2 separate regions of the Mus musculus genome follow, and region 1 is linked to region 2. The links are chromatin contacts, called in public HiChIP or PLAC-seq maps. All regions are on one chromosome and are shown on one strand. The core of a region is the stretch at or near the end of the contact, and the rest is flanking DNA. Distances in the headings are between cores, read along the strand shown. Region 1 has its middle 10 kb from the start of Gm23058. Region 2 overlaps Pkib (protein kinase inhibitor beta, cAMP dependent, testis specific).

Evidence for each region. HiChIP or PLAC-seq counts read pairs in DNA pulled down with a chosen protein or histone mark.
Region 1: a contact with region 2 is called in an H3K4me3 HiChIP or PLAC-seq map of bone marrow-derived macrophages, with 5 times the contacts expected there. The contact joins two enhancer-like sites. A contact is called at or near these places in 4 of 39 promoter capture datasets (cranial neural crest, hippocampal neurons, pre-B cells and 1 more), 3 of 484 Hi-C or Micro-C datasets (pre-B cells, pro-B cells and regulatory T cells) and 3 of 115 datasets of contacts at active chromatin or transcription factors (astrocytes, bone marrow-derived dendritic cells and bone marrow-derived macrophages).

Annotation. Positions count from the first base shown.
Region 1 is chr10:58,356,915-58,362,629 of GRCm38.p6, reverse strand. It overlaps a transcript of Lims1 not described here. Among named protein-coding and RNA genes, the nearest start is that of Gm23058, 10 kb to the right of the region's middle. Within about 2 kb of position 1,814, at least 33 of the 459 cell types and tissues checked have an H3K27ac peak or open chromatin away from gene starts, as enhancers often do. A contact at or near this core is called in bone marrow-derived macrophages, where this site is marked.
Region 2 is chr10:57,739,773-57,745,523 of GRCm38.p6, reverse strand. It overlaps Pkib (protein kinase inhibitor beta, cAMP dependent, testis specific), which reads right to left. Exons shown (of 5, transcript NM_001039051.2): 5 at 4,412-5,751. Among named protein-coding and RNA genes, the nearest start is that of Fabp7, 42 kb to the left of the region's middle. Within about 2 kb of position 1,608, at least 59 of the 459 cell types and tissues checked have an H3K27ac peak or open chromatin away from gene starts, as enhancers often do. A contact at or near this core is called in bone marrow-derived macrophages, where this site is marked.

The DNA of each region.
Region 1 (5,715 bases), core at 565-3,064, 620 kb before region 2:
AGGAACTCATGTAAAGGAACAGTAATATGAAACTTATTGGGCAGTATAAAATGAAAAAAATCAACGTGAGAAGCTGGGTGGTAGTAGCGCATGTCTTTAATCCCAGTATTCGGGAGGCCAAGGTAGGCAGACCTCTGAGTGAGATGTACTTACTAGGTGAGTTCTAAGACAGCCAGAGCTACACTGAGAAACACTGTCTGGAAAAACAAACAAACAAAACAAGTAAGAACAAAAGGGAAGCCTTGCTTTTAAGCATAACTAAGTAGTAAATAAGGGCTTACATACACACTTTAAAACCAGTAAGTAAATAATATGAAAAGAATATAGAAGTTGGGCAGTGGTGGTGGCATGCCTTTAATCCCGGCACTTGGGAGGCAGAAGCAGGCGGATTTCTGAGTTCGAGGCCAGCCTGGTCTACAGAGTGAGTTCCAGGACAGCCAGGGCTACACAGAGAAACAGAGAAACCTTGTCTCGAAAAATAAAACAAAACAAACAACAACAAAAGAATATAGAAACTTTGTGCACAGTATTACTAATCCACATGTAAATTTTAGTATTCCCCTCTTTTCCCTGAAACTTAATACCTTTTTTTTTTTTTTTTTTTTGGAGACAAGGTATCACTATGTGGTCTTGGCCTGAAAATCACTATATAGACAAAGCTGGTCTTGAACTCAGAGATTTACCTGCTTCTTCCAACAACTAACTGGCTTCTTCCTCACTGTACCCCAGATCAGCACAGCTATTGACTCTGCTATTCTCTATCCAAATGAACTCACGGTTCATGCTGTTCCCATTCTCTGGAGCCTTCCCAATGAGGCAGTGGGAGCTCTTGGCTGAGATTTCACTGAACGTCACAGGAAACACCCTTACATTTGTCCCACCATACGATGCTCACTGAGGGGCCATTTTCCTCAATGATCCCTAGAGTGTGGCAAACAGCTTGTAGACAACAAGTATTTGCTGGGTAACTCAAGTTCAGGAACTTCATAGAAACACGAGGAGGAATTTAGATTGTGAGGCTTATTTTAGTTATGTCTACAGATATATACCAGCACATGTCCATACTGTAACTGAAACTTACAAAACAGGGCCCTTGGTTCACAAAGACACAATCTGCCAGACAAGGTGGCTGACTTCCTATAGAGTCTTACTTCAGTGAACTTCTTAAAAATGTAGACTGTGGTCTCCATCTCTTTTTGCTTTGCCTCTTTTTCTCCTCTTGTCTCACTCTTGAATGCAGGGATTCCAGGTATACAGGCCTGTCAAGACCTGGAGTTGCTGATGCTCAGCATGAAGCCTTAGGACATACCAAAGCCACTCCACTCTATATGTGACAACAGCCCTCTAGGCCTGTATGAGTCTGGCCTTCTTCTCCGAGCACAGTCCTTCCTCTCCTTCCAAATCACGGGCTGTCTCACTTTAGTTTTCAGTGTTTCCTATGGCAAGGGTTACCAAACTTTTGGAAAACTCTGGATGCTAAATATTTTAAGTGCATCCAGTTATCAGATTTTTTTTTCTTTTCTTTAGCAGATGTAAACACTGGATACCACACTTAGAGAAGGAATGTCCCAAAGACCACACAGTCATTTAATGCTTGAAAGACCCAGGGCTAGGTTTATGAAAAGAAAAACTGGTCCTCAGCCTCACCTACACCTGCACTGGTACAAACATAAGAGAAGAAACAGGCGGGCTGATGAGTACCCAGGCCAAGGAGCCTCACTACTTAGTAGATAGCACTACAAGCCATACAGCTGAGTAGGACGACAACAACCCAAAACACAACCAACCAAAAAAAAAAAAAAGCCTACTCCTCTTGGAGAATATAAACTTCCTCCTTTTCCTTAAATGAGTCATACCTCCCCAGGCTTCTGGTATCCAGTGAGCAAGGCTTAATTAATCCTAAATAAATTTCCAAACTAGCAGTGTTATCTGACATGGAATGTTCAGTATCTAGAGACCTCAGCTTCAATCTCTCCTCCCAAACACAGCACAAATTAAGCTTATTTTCTTTCTAGGACATAAAACAGTAACTTCTATTCTACTAAAGTTTGGCAAAAAATAAAAATACCTAACAAAACAAAACCAACCCCCCACAAACCATAAAGTAATTTAACATAAAAAGTATTAATTTTTAAAACTACAAATTCCTCACAAAACATCTTCACTTGGTAGTCATATTGTGACTAGAAACAAAGAAACTGAACCACGGTAAAATTTATTTTGGGGTAGAAAGAGCTTTCTAAGACTTTCAAATCACATCCATGACCCACCTGAGGGAGGTTACTTTACAATCTACTGAATGGCGAAAGTCATTATCTAATTTAGTTTTCCATGAACTGTACACTGGCAGACTGACTGGCAGGAGGAGCTTGCGGCAGCTACCTACCTGTGTAGTGTGCTCTGTACACTGGTGCACCTCCGAGGACTACTGCAGAGGTAAAAGGTGAAGTTCAGTGGCAAGACCAGCTGGGCAACCTTGAAGACTGTGCTTCAAAGCAACAACAAAACCGCTCAAATCTCTTGGTCTAAAACACATCTAACAGGGTGTGGTGTTGTTCACATATAACTCCAGCACTCGGAGGCCACGAATCAGAACTGGAGACTAGTCTGGGCCTATGTAGTAAAACCCTGTTTGATTTATTTATTTTGAAACGAACTTGGCTGGTCTGGAACTCCTCCTGGCTCTGTCTCCTGAGTGGTGGGAATAAAGGTGTGTTGTGCCTGGCTAGAACAAAATTACAAAATTACAAAAAAAAAAAAAAAAAAAAAAATTCAACATTTGTAAGATTCCCAGTACACTGACTTTTATAGAGCAGATACCAATGAGTAGGTATGATGATGATAAAAAACAAACAAACAAACAACTGACAGTAAATAAGAATACCAAAGGACTACTTAGAAGTTAATCTGTGGGCTGGAGATATGGCTTAGCAGTTAAGAGCACTGGCAGCTCTTCCAATAAGAACCTAGGTTCAATTCCCAGCAAGCACATGGCAGCTTACAACTGTCTGCCACTCCAGCTCCAGGGGACCTAAGGGATCTAAGATCCTCACACAGACATATATGCAGGCAAAATACCAATGGACATTAAAAACAAACAAACAAACAAACAAAACCTAAAAATACGTTAACTTGCAATTTACAGAATTTATGTGAGGATTCAAACAACATTTCTTTGCATTATGGACAGAAAAAAAAAAACCCAAAAAGTGTACAAAAACATTCAGTAATGTAGGAAAGGAACTGTTTGTGTAAAGGCAAACACAACCAAGCAAGTACTTAGCCCAGTCAATGATAGGAAACAGCACCCTCTGGTGCCTGTTTGTGAATCTGCTACTTTTCAATGATCAAGATATAACATTTTAAGTGTTCCATTTAATAGAAGGCTTTATAGAAAAGAACTTCAGCGAGACAGCTCAGTGTGCAAAAGGTACATACTTCTAGGTCTGGTGACTGTTGTTTAATGTCAGAATTCATATGCTGGAAGGAGAGATACTTCTCTGATCTCTACACTCATGCTGTGCCCCTTATGTCCCCCTCCCACATACAAATAAATAAATTTAATGTAAAAAATAAGAAGTGCAATCATCATAGATCTAGGAAGATGGCTCAATAGGAAAAGTGCTTGCTGTTCAAGCATTAAGATCTGAGTATGGACCTCTGAGCTTGAGCCCTGCCTGTCTACAGATGGAGTTTCAGGGCAGCCAGAGAAACCCTGTCTCAAAAAACCAAACGAACAAACAAACAACAGCAAAAAAGATCTCAGTATGGATTCCTAATAGCCATTGTAGAAGCTGGATGTGCCAGCACACAGCTGTTAGTTCGAGCACCGAGGAGGAGTTAGAGATAGAGACAGAGGGATGTGCTGGCCAGGTCGTCTAGGAAACTGCAAACTCCAGATTCAGTGAAAGACACTTCTGAAAAAATAAGGCATACAATTACAGGGGGAATACCAGATACTAAATGCTGGCCTCTATCCATTTCACAGATATACACACAAATGCATACTCTCTCCCACGTTTGGAGAGATTTTCTTTTTGTACGTATTTTCTGTGAAGTTCCTATATGTCTTTGATTATTTTTACTAATTAATTAATCAATCAACTAACTTTGCATCCAGTTTCCCCTTCCTCCTCACCTCTCAGCCCTGCCCTGTCCCTGTCTTTATCCCCTTTATGCCTTTTTAAGTTTTTTCTTTTTGTGTGTGTATTTGTTTGTCTGTGTATATGCGCATAAACCATGCGCATGACTGCTGCCTGCAGAGGCCAAAAGAGGGCGTTAGATTCTTTGGTACTGGAGTTATTATAGAGCGTTGTGAGCCACCATGTGGGTGCTGGGAGACTTCTATAACCAGAAAGGCCATCAATCACAACTGATAAAAAAAAAAAAAAAAAGAAAAATATTACATGAGAATACATGTAAGCAATGTCTATCTACAAATTCAGCTCTACAAAAAACACTACAGGAAAACTTTCGTTTGAAGAGGTTAACTACGTCCTAGACAGGAGGAAGGGAAAGGTAGTGGGGAAAGGAGGAAAACAGAATACATATGATATACATGAGACGTCCAAGCAGAGACAAGGTTACTGGGAAAGTGAACGTGCATGAGGGAAGATCACAAGGGAAGGGGGTGAACAGAGGGTCAACAAAACAAAGTATGAATGAAAACGCCACAATAAAATCCATCACTCTGTGTGGTAATGAAAACCCAGTGAAAATAAGGAAGCGATGAGGAGACTGAGGAGACTGATGTCAACCTGATTTGTACATAAAACTGTATACATAAATCACAAGGTATCACAAGGCAACTCGTTCATCTGTATCCGTTATCAATACATTTAAAACAATTTTTTAAGGGCTAGAGAGGGTTGAGCAGTTGAGAGCTCTTCCTGGGCCCTGCTCAATTCCCAGCACTGACAACCAATAGGCTTGGAAGACGTATCTGAAAGTCATATATATTAGAAGGGATTGCTACCTAGAATACACACATTCTACACCAACAACCAGATAGACAATAACAACAACAAAAAAAATGGGCAAAAGATCTAAACAAAATGAGCTTAGCTTCTTAACAGGACAAGAAACAGGTGCAGAAGCCAGGCAGTGGCGGCGCACACCTTTAATCCCAGCACTCAGGAGGCAGAGGCAGGCAGATTTCTGAGTTCGAGGCCAGTCTGGTCTACAGAGTGAGTTCCAGGACAGCCAGGGCGACACAGAGAAACTCTGTCTCCAAAAACCAAAAAAGAAACAGGTGCAGATAATGATATTCTGTATTTTTCCTAGAAAAACAAAACTATAATGAGATATTAATCCCACTCATTATCAAACAAAACGAAACAGAAAATCGACCACTGTTCTCAGGGATTCTACCTCTGGATAATACTCCAGAGTTCTTAGAGATAGTTGCCCGCCATTTTCCCCAGGGAGCATCATTCACAAAAGCTGAAATTAGAATTTACTCAAAGAATCACTAAGGTGAGAACAATTCAATAGCTAAAAGTCACACACCTGTACTCTCAGCACTCAGAAAGCTGAAGTGTGGGTGAGGGGATTCTGAGTGTGAAGCCAGCCTGGGTTACAGTGAGTTCAAGAGCAGTTTACACTTAAGATCTGTCTCAGGAAGGAAAAAAAATCTAAAAGGTTCCAACAACGTAAGAATGAATAAGTAAGATGTGCTACAGAAAAATGATGGAATATGACTGCCTGTAAGAAAGG
Region 2 (5,751 bases), core at 359-2,858:
AATAGGCACCAAGAACAAAAATTATTCATTCAATGATTATAGCAGTACCTTAGAAAGAGATGGTATAGCTCATGAGAACCTGGAGGGGAGGCATAAACAGAAGCAAAAGAAACCCCGGGGCGGAGGAATCCACACTGAATTCTGCATCTGCTCTGTAACTTCAAAAGGACTTTGTTATAAATAAAAAGCATTCTTTTTCTTTAAAAAAAAAGATTTAATTATTATGATTAAGCACACTGTAACTGTCTTCAGACACACCAGAAGAGGGCGTCAAATCTCATTACGGATGGTTGTAAGCCACCATGTGCATGTATGTGGTTTCTGGGATTTGAACTCAGGACCTTCAGAAGAGCAGTCAGTACTCTTACCTGCTGAGCCATCTCTCCAGCCCAATAAAAAGCATTCTTGCCTTTAAACACATCCTCACCGTCAATAATCACCTTAACCTTTTAACTCATTTGTGCCTCAGTTTCTCCTGGTGCAAAACAGGGACAATAGTAGTACCATACCACGGGAGTATATGACTTATAAGGACCCATGTGAATAAAGCTCTCAGAATGATATGTGTACATCAGAGAACTATTATGGAAGTGTCTCTTGCTATCTGGGGAGATGATAGAAGTCCACAGTTTGGCTCTCTTACTCCTATATTCCTTTATCTCTCACTTTTCTCACTTCTCTCTCCCCTCTCCTTTCTCTTTGTCTTCTCCTCTCCTCTCTCCCCTCCCCCTTTCTCTCTCTTCTCTCTTTCCCCTGCATTTCTATAATAAACTCTTAAACCATAAAACAAAAAAGAAGTCCACAGTTTGAAAGTTCCATTTCTGAAGCCAGCCTGCCTTGCTTTAAAACCTGTCTTTGCCTCTTACTGGGCTCATCTTGGGTAGCCATTTTGGGCCATGTGCTCTCATGCATAGGGCTATAGTCAGAACTAATTATGTATGAAGCACTTAGGATAATAGTTAATGCTTAGTGTTAGACATTATGTTCTTCTCATGCTATCACTTGCATGTGTCCTCTCTAGGGAAAATACTCCAGTGGTACCAGCAGCTATACTCAGTGCCTTTAGTCCCCAACAGTTCCTTGCCAAGACTTCTTGGCCAGCATCCTCTTTGTACATTCAACGTTCCCACACAGCACACAGTGAGAAAATAGCTATCTCCTCCACCCCCACCCTGGGAAGACCAGGCAAATCAGTTAACCTCATGTCCTTTCTTTTAAGAGTCCCATTTTCTCACTAAGGAGGCTGTGCTCTGATAGAAGATATTCTGCACTAAGGCAAGAATAAAGACGCCCATTCACATGTTATTCACTTGCCTCAAGCTGCTTTGAGAGATCCAAATAAGTCTCAATTGGCAAATAGTGCTTCTAACTTGAAAGGCATCAAAGGCCTATTTGAATCTTAAAGTTTTACACAATTCAGAATTGTTTGTAATTTGATTTTAATAAAAAAAAGCATTGTGCACAACCGTATTAAATTAATAAATAAAATCTAGCTGGTTGTGTTGCATATAAGAAAGAAACTGTTGAATAGAAAAAGCCGTAGCCTTTATACATGCCTAAGTTTATTTTAAAGATGCACTATAGCTCCCTCTCCTGGCACCTAAGTTCAATAGTGTTCCCTAAAATTGAAAAGAAACCAGTAGCCAGATTAGAGTACTTTATTATAGTCCGATAAGGCATCTTTTCAGGGAGGGGTGTGTGTGTGAAAAACTGTAGTTTGGTGATTCCACCCCTGCCCGCTTAAGATAATCCCCACCAACACACAGCAGCATTAGTAAAAACAACGCAACAACAACAAAAATAATCTGGAAACCTAGGGCAATCTGGGCAGATTGGCTTTGATGTGTTAGCGGTAGAGTGACATCGCCACCTGGTGTCCATTTTATGAATTTTCATACATAAGTATTTAATTTTGTGAACATGTAAGCAAAATAATTTACCCAAGAAGCAATATCATTTACCCAATTTTAGGTAGAAATCCACCCAAATCCACACAAACTGGCTGCCTTGCTCTGTCCCTCTTAGTAGCCACCACACTGCGACATCGAAAAATTGATAGGAAAAAGTAAATCCCCGTTATTTTAAATCCAAATCGATTAAAAAAAAATAAAACAGGAATATCTGAACGTCTATTTAGTGCGCTGGGAGCTCTCACAGAACTGCCAAAGTCAAGTCCATGGAATCAAAGGAGTAACAAGCCCTTTGTTCTTAATATCTTACTCTCTGAAGAGTGGCTCCCCAAGGCCTCAGCAGCTGGGCTAGCCCACACCTTGGAGAAGCTGCGCAGTCACATGTGCCCCTCCAAGGCACATGGAACAGAACACATGCGCTCAATATGCTCTGATTTCAAATTTTTGTCAGTGGATATCAGATTGTTTGTATGCTGCTCCTGTTACAGTCTGCAGCTTGGCCGTCCCCCGAAGGGTTCCCTCATCAGAGCCATGGTACTATTCAGAGTAGTGGGAGGTAGGATCTATGATGGAATCTACAGTGAGATGAACCGGTCTTCCAACTGCATGCTCCCACCATGACCTTGCACAGAAACCTGTGAAATCACAAGCACACCTTTTCAGTCTCTCGGTTATCACTGGTACTTCCGTTGTAGTACTCCAAAGGTGCCCAATACTGTCTCAGAATGTCTCTGTGTTCTATTCACTGTCGCGGGAAGCCCCAGGACACACACAAAGGTTAAGTCTGGGAGTAGCACTTTATCTCTCTCCCATCTAGACACTCATCCTTGTCTCCTACAAGTATGGTCATCTACCCAATCTGTGGGTTTACCACAGATTTTCCATTTGGTTCACATTCTGAAAATTAATGATAAGTTAAATGATTATTGGGTTTGTCATCTAAACTCTTTTGTGGGGGGGAGAGAGAGGAGGAGGAAAAAGAAAGAGGAGGAGGAGGGAAAGGGAGAGGAGGAGACCCAAAAGATATGTACTATAAAAAGAGAGAAAACATAAACAAGAGATTAAAAACAAAATATCATGTTAAAATTAAAAAGAAAAGGAGAGAGAAGAGGAGGAGGAGAAAGGAAGGCGGGAAGAAAGAGAGAAAGAAAGAAAGAAAGAAAGAGAGAGAGAGAGAGAGAGAGAGAGAGAGAGAGAGAAAGGAAGGAAGGAAGGAAGGAAGGAAGGAAGGAAGGAAGGAAGGAAGGAAGGAAGAAGGAAAAGCAAACAAATAGCTCTAATATGATTCTCCTTGTATATAGCTTTTCGGTTTCGCTAGGATTCAGGCCGACTGAATAAAACTCTTGTCTGAATGAATATGGACAGTGTGGCCTTTTGGTTTAAGAGAAGCAGTGCACACTCTGGTTCAGAGTTCTGTCCTGACTCTCCGTGGATGCTGTGTGAGTTCTCAAGGCCACCCTCGGAATTTCCTTTATTCACTTGTGGAAATCAGAAGCAACAATTTTGTATGAATATTTCCCTGAAGCATTAAATAGCTTTCTCGTGTGCTTAGCAAACACCATTTCCCCAGGAGCACGGGCTCACGGTTTCTGCTGTGTTATGCTCAATGAGAAATTGGCTCCTGGATTCAACCCGGTGTTAACAACACAAGCTTCAACCTTTCCTTTGAGCCAGGGTTCTGGTTTTTGAATAGCAGCAGGCATTTGACGTTCTGAGAACTGCCATTACTAACTGGGAAGAATAAAGGAAGGCACTAATGAAGCAATCATAGCTTTGGACAAGAAAATACTGTGAAGGTGGAGAAAAGACAAAGGAGGGAGAAGAGATGTCTTGTTACATAATCTGGAAATAAATCAGGGGTCTTAAAGTTGTGGCAAGCCTCTATGCTTTGGCAGATAGCAGCAATTTCTGCTGTGTGTCTGGCACTGTTCTCAGAATTTTGCCAATATTTGGTTCCTTTACCTTTATAATAATTCACCAGCTTACACATTAAGAAACTGGAGCAAAGAGCATGAAATAATTAACCAGGGCCATGAGAGAAAGCCTCTGCATTGAGCTTGGAAGATGCCAGGTATGCAGAGACAGGCTGCTACGCTTGTTGTGTGTTCAGCCGGCCTCTGTCCTGCCCTCCCCCCACCTTCTCTTCATATCCACTCTCCTATGTCCCTGTCCTTTCTCCTCACCTTCATCTCCCCTTCATGCTTTCATCTTTTTTTCTCATGTCTTCTCTCTCTTTGCTCCTCTCTTCTCTCCTCTTTCCCCTCTCTCCCTCTCTCCTCCTCACCCTTTGCCCCCCTGTCTTCTTTGCCCCTTTCTTCTCTCCTACCTTCCTCACTTTTCTGTCCTCTTCTTTCCTCTCTTCCCTCTTCTCTTACTCTTCTCTCCTTCCTCTTCTTCTTCCCCAGTCAACCTCTCCTCTCTCTTTCCTATGCTATCCCTCATCCCTCCCATCATACATCCAATGTTCCCAGACCCCTGAAGATAATGCATTACTTCTTTTTGCAGTAGGATGCTCGACTCTTAGTCACATCCCGATAAGACTCAACATCCCCCTCCCTTATATCACAAAAGCATCCCCAGCACAGGACACAGAATGGATTATGTTTGTTCTCTCTCTTCATTTGGAGAGAGGTAAATTTGTGCACAGCCACTCAATAGCTTTATTGTTTCATTTTAGCCTCATTGTATGACCGGGTTAATTAAAACTGTCTAATAATTAACTCAAGTAGGAGCCGTACACAAAGACAATACAGAAATGAGCTGAAGTCTTTTGTTTATTAGCTACACCTGCCCAGTCAAGCAATTTCCACTGAGAGTGTCTACTTCCTAAAATATAGTACTCTTTACACTAAAAAGAAAACAAAATGCTCATGAGAAATTTGAATTTTGTTTTAAAATAACTTCTAGCCTCAAATTTTCCTTTGTCTTTGCCTCCTAGTGAAATAATAAATATATTCTTTTTCTCTAAATATTCTTTGTCAATGAGTCTGATATCTTTATAAGGCAAATGTCCATATTATATATATATATATATATAATATGTACATATAATATACAATATGCACACATGTAATGGGGCATTGTATATGTGTATACACTATGATATATTGTGATGTAGGAGATACATAATACAGAATATTTATCACTGCTAGTAATAATGACGAAAGACAGTTTGGGTGTAAATGAAAGAAAATGCCATTATTAGCTATGTGTTGCTTATTTTTCTTTATTTTCATAGAAAAAAACTTACTCATTTAAATACTGACTCACAATTATTTTGTTAAACAACTATCATAAAACTCTACTGGCATCCACAAAAAAAGCAAGGCTCTTCTGTTGTCAGATATTTGATTACATTGTAAACCCTGAGATTGTGTTATTTTCTCAAAACCCCTGGTTTTTTGTTGTTGTTGTTGTTTTTGTTGTTGTTGTTTTTGTTTTTGTAGTATGGCTCAGCCCTTTGTACATACCTTTAATCTCTCTGGCTGGAATATAGACATATCCTTAGTACACATCTTTAATCCCAAAAATGAAGGTAAACTTAGTTTGTAGAAGAAAGTGCCTATATTTGAAAGTGATGTCTAATTGAGTGGCAGACAAAGTGATGAATCAGAGGAACATTTGACAGAACAAGAAATGCCCAAACTCTTACGAGATGAGACAGGAAGGGGAAGCTACATAAGAGAGCAGTGCACCCCATCATTCTTCCTGTCTTCCTGCTATGTTCCACTGTACATCCTTTCAAACAGTGAGCCAAAGGATATCCTTCCGCCTTCATTTGGTTGTCTAAGGTATTTTGTCACAGCAACAAGAAACTTTAGAATACTGCTATGAAGAACAG